Linked DNA regions of Mus musculus: region 1 is linked to region 2. The links are chromatin contacts, called in public Hi-C maps. All regions are on one chromosome and are shown on one strand. Each heading gives the region's core, a stretch centred on a gene start, on an enhancer-like site or on the middle of the called end of the contact. The rest is flanking DNA. Distances are from core to core; before and after follow the strand shown.

Evidence for each region. Hi-C and Micro-C count contacts between places; a contact is called where the count stands out from the background.
Region 1: a contact with region 2 is called in a Hi-C map of embryonic somatosensory cortex, with 1.8 times the contacts expected there. The contact joins two enhancer-like sites.

The regions. Positions count from the first base shown.
Region 1 is chr5:111,922,305-111,925,004 of GRCm38.p6, forward strand. The region is part of intron 3 of Gm36794 (a long non-coding RNA gene); the gene reads right to left. Among named protein-coding and RNA genes, the nearest start is that of Gm36880, 13 kb to the left of the region's middle. Within about 2 kb of position 1,302, at least 10 of the 459 cell types and tissues checked have an H3K27ac peak or open chromatin away from gene starts, as enhancers often do.
Region 2 is chr5:111,537,343-111,540,042 of GRCm38.p6, forward strand. No RefSeq gene overlaps it. Among named protein-coding and RNA genes, the nearest start is that of Gm36274, 23 kb to the right of the region's middle. Within about 2 kb of position 1,434, at least 28 of the 459 cell types and tissues checked have an H3K27ac peak or open chromatin away from gene starts, as enhancers often do.

The DNA of each region.
Region 1 (2,700 bases), core at 52-2,551, 380 kb after region 2:
CTGACACCCTCTTCTGGTGTGTCTGAAGACAGCTAAAATGTACTTATTTATAGTAATAAATAAATTTTTGGGCTGGAGTGAACAGGGACTAAGTGAGCAGAGTTGACTGGAGCAAACGGAGTTTACCAGAGCAAACAGAAGTCCTAAATTCAATTCCCAACAACCACATGAAGGCTCACAACCATTTGAACAGCTACAGTGTACTCATATATGTAAAATAAATAAATAAATAAATCTTTTAAAAAATTATCTCAATGTGTTTGTGTGCGCACATATGGTTACAGGTATAAATGGAGGACAGAAGAGAGTGTGGTACCCTCAATTCTGGAGTTACAGGTGGTTTTGAGTCAACCAGTTTGGGTTCTGGGAACTGAACCCAGGACCTCGGTAAGAACAACATGTGCTCTTTGTGCTGGGCCATCTCTTTAGTCCAGTTACCTCACTTTCTAAGGCTGTGGCCTTGGGGAAAAATACTTCACATCTCTGAGGCTCAGTTTCCCCATTTGTAGGGGATGGAGATGGTGGGGCAACTTCCTAAAATTCCATGGAGATCAGAGAGGAGAAGGCACCCAGGGTCAGCGGCACAGTTCTGGCCTGTAGACAGTGACCAAGAGGCAGAGCTTCTGCCTAGGAAGCCCTCCACCCCTGCTGCCCCCTCCACCCCAGCCGCCCTGGGACTACAGAGTGCTATTTGCTCCAAGGCTGCACTTCAGACAGATCTGTAATTAAACATCGACGACTAAGCTAATAGCTCTGGGAACTCCAAGCTGCGTCCTGGCCCCTGGACCCCATTGGAGCCCTGGGCCAACCAGGGCAGGGCCAGCACCAGGGTGGGCGGCCCCAGTGTAGGCTGAGTTCAGTGGTGCAGCTCCCTCTGCTTGCTGGAGCTAGCGTGTTTACATACATCCCATAATCACCATCTGCACAGCCAGCGGCGTTTGTTGCAAATGGCCCATTTCCATCTGTTGAAGCAATTTCCTCAGAGGAATTCGCGTTGATCACTTTTTTATGCAAAGCTTTTGTGGAGACCATTTTTCCCCCCAATGGTTTTTAATAGGTCTAAATATCTGAGGCGCAGGGAGGGGCCTCACAAGAAAGAGGACGCTCAGGGAAGGGTGGCTGTGGGTAGCCAAGGTGGGGGAGGCTGAGTCCCCCCGAACCTTACCTGCATTCCTCATCTGTGTCCCCCAAACCCATCACTGTGACCACTGTGACGGGCCCCATCCTGGGCCATACCATGTCAAATATTTATTGTTTAGAGTTCTTCCAGAGTCAGCAGCCCCTGGCTAATGGAGAGGCCTCGCAGGGAGGGAGACTGGGGCGTAGTAATTGGCCAAGCAACTGGTGATTCCGCTCTGAGCTCCGTACCTGAAAGGACCAGATGGGCGATTTTGCATATTTTTGACAGCTGTAATGAACAGGGCAGCTCCGTATTGATTAAATGTCTGAGAAATTAGTGCAGCCCTCGGGAGCTTTGGTATTTACTATTTCTGCTCAAATCTCGGCAAAGTTTCCGTAAGCAGAAGTTGAGACCCTTGAATGATGATAAATACATTCCAGGGCCCCAGCCCCTCAGACACAGAGGGGAAGACAGGCTGCAGCTTTGGCCACTGAATGCCTGGCAGGCACAATGGTGTCTGCACCCCCAGCTTTCAGTAGGGTGCCAGGTGCATAGTAGGTGCCCAAGAATTGGCTATGCCTTGGTAGACAGTAGACAAGAAATCTAAATCTAAGTCCTGGACTTGTGTGGAAAACCCCACAACTCCCCATCATTCAACTAGACCCTGATCCCTTCCATAAATAAGGCATTGCATGTACAGGTGCCTTTGGCCAGCACTGCCCCTCACCTTGACTCTGCAGAATAGATTTTGCGCCCTTTTGGGGCCTTGATTTGCTGGGTTACAACTCAAAGAACTGTGATGAACTGTCTACTTGTTCCCAAGGAGATTCATATATACAGAAACTGGAGAATTACAGTGTGATCTGGAGTCCTGGGTGCGAATCCTGACCCCACCTCATCAAGCAGATATGAGTCCATTGCTCAATACTGCACCATGAGTCCCTGTGTCCAGCCTCCCCCCTCCCTTGCCCCATCTACAGCTGGACAATGGAGTTCACCTGTGAGAGCCGAGAGCTCAGTGGCTGTGAGCCACAGATCTTCACCTGTGCCACCCAGGAATATTTCTTTGCAAAGGTCATTCCAAGAGCCATCTGCCAGGAGACAGGAGAACCACAGACTCAGGAATGTGCAGTTATCTATGGTGCTGTCCTGGATGGAGGGAAGATGGGAGGGGAAGAGAGAGGGAGGAGAGACACACCCTTGGCTAAGCATACAGGCATTAGGCACCATAGACTGGCATGGTGTGAGGGGCCATGTCGGCTCTATGGTTATCTTTAAGCATAATCACAGAAGGCAAGTGGGACTTGATGAGTTACTTGACCCTGCATAGGAACAAGGGAGATGGGCCAATGGGCTGGCAGAGTAGACAAGTGGCAAATTTGCTGATGGCAAGATGGCAGGGAGGGTGATGGCAATCAGGTGACCACACTGGATATGGCCCAGGTGCTATAGACAGGCTCAGGGCTCACTCAGTCAGACTACAGGCTCTTGAACATATTTGTGTGCAAGACCCTAGTTCATTACCTTGATGGATAGATAAGTGGATGGATAGATGGATGGATGGATGGATAGTGGGTGGA
Region 2 (2,700 bases), core at 184-2,683:
TGCCCCCACATACATACTCCATATGGACACTCACATCTACATGCATACATGTTCTGTGTGTATACCCCCATCACATGCACACACACCTTACACTCTGTATATACTACACCCTCATATACACACATGCCACAAACATACATTCATGTAGACAACACAAGCATGTATACACACATGCACCATACGTACTCTGTACATCCACATATAGACAATAGAACACATGCACACACACCCCACACTTTGTATATACCCTCATACACACACTGGACACACACACATATTATACACACATACTGTATATACACCCCCACACATGTACACTCTGTATGTAAACCCTCATACACATACACACACCACACACACACATTCATACAGACAACACACACACATACACACTCAACACCCTCCATTCCATATGTGTGAATTCACATGCACATCCACTGCACATGCTATGAACACATGCAGGCACAGATACACACATGTACATTGTCACGTGTACCGTTCTTTTCAGCCAGCTGGAAGGAGTTCAGACACAGGCCTACAACATCCTGTCATTCCACACATAGTTCAGAGCACCTGTCCTGTGCAATTCAGACACTGAAGGACCCCTGCCTCTGCAGCACCTGTGTCTCTGAACGCCACAGAGCTGCAGTTTCAGGGACCCTCCGCAGAGCAGCCACAGAGCTGCAGTTTTAGGTGACCCCCTCCCCCTGTCAGATCAACCACAGAAATGCAGTTTCAAGAGACCCCCCTCAGATCAACAGAGTTGTGGTTTCAGGGGACCCCCTCTCAGAGCAGCCACAGAGGTGCAGTTTCAGGGGACCCCCTTTAGAGCCACTCCTGCTTCCTGTTTTCAGTGCCCCTATCTCTACTCCTGGGCTTGGGCAGGTAGGGTTCGGACAGCAAGGATAGTGGGTCCTTCCCTTGCCTCAGCCTTCCTTGAGATCCCCAGATGGCCATCCTGAGGCTGCCAGAAGCCACTCCCATCCCCTACCAGCTTGTACAACCTTGATCGAGGCAAGGCACAGGGAGTCCTGGGCAGCGATGCTCTTCAGGGAAGGCCATAGTACCTCTGCCTCAGGAAGCCAGACTGGAGCAGAACAGGGCAGGGGGCATCAGGTGCTTAGAGGGAGAGTGGAGACTCAATAGGCCTTATTCCTGAATAGGTCTACCACGCAAGGACTGAACACCCAAACCCAACTTCCAGGCTCACATGGGGCCTCCAGGAATCAGGCCTCCTTCCTGACTGGCCTGCATCCATTGGTGACTGTTCTTACACTGGGGGTGGGGCTGGGCCCTGGAGACCACCATCTGCCTGCCTGTTGGCTGTCTCTGTTCCCTGGGGTCACCAGAGGCTGGGATCGATGCGGGCCCAGCTGCCCAGCACCTCCTTATTACCAGCAGGCCTGGCCTAGCCCTAATTGCTTACACTGAAGCGTCTGTGAGGGCCCAGGTGGCAGAGCCCAGGCTGCCTCTGGCTCCCCTAAGGCATGGCCTGGCTGGGGACAGGGGAACGGGGAAGAAAGGCAGTGCCGGGCGGGGCATCTGTGAGTCCCAATTAAGGCCCGAGTGGCATAGTCTGAGAGCCCCTAATTTGGTTTGGGACAATGAGCTGGGGAAATTGGCTCTAGTCTGAGTAGGCTGAAGTCCCATCTGTCCAGCCTGGGAAGTAGTACTTCTATAGTCCCAGTGCTGGGCACGGGGGAGGTGGGGAGCACAAACTGGTCCCTCTGTGGGCTAGCGGGTGCTACAGTGTACCAGCAGTCCCCCTCAGTGCCACCAGCAGAGCCTGGGTTTGGAGAAGGATAGCATTTCTACCCCCATTCTGCAGATGGGTAAACTGAGGTCCACAAAGGCAATGAAGCTGTTTACCTGAGAGATTTCTTATAGCCTGCTGCCCTTCAGCGGAAGGTTTCTTTGGTTTGGATGTTAAGAGTTGCCGTGGAAACCGACAAACCGACTGATCCAGTACATTCAAGTTTCCAGTTACCAGTGAATAAAATTGTGTGAATATGTCCCATGCAGAATATGGGATAAGCTTACACTAAGGTGGTTTATTCAGGGTTTTATTCATGGATACTTGTGAAGCAGCTTGGAAGGCTGCAGTAGAGAAAAATGGAATTTGGAGCCAGTCGGTCTTAGATTAAATCTGGTTCCTTTGGGTGTCTTATGGACGACAGAAACCTGTTCCTTCCACAGAGGTCACAACTAAATACTGTGGGCCTTAAAGTGATCTGACCTGGCAGAGGACACTGAAGTCAAGAACCCTGAGATAGGAAGGGCACTGGGGGTGGCCTAGGTGGCCCACATCCCTGAAAGAGGCCTTGAGAGGGGGTGGGATCTCTGTGCAGAAGAGCTACGCTAAATAGGGCTTGCAGTGAGTACTTCTGGGAGCTGGCCGGGTACAGTAGCCTGTTAAACATAACTTCTGAGGCTACATACATATACACATACACATACACATACACATACACATACACATACACATACACATACACATACACATACACATACACATACACATACACACACACATACACATATACATCATATACATATGCATATATATATATACACACACATACACATACACGTATACATCATATACATATATACGAATACATACACATATACATCATATACACATATACTTATAATACACCATATATATACACATACACATATACATCATGCACACATACA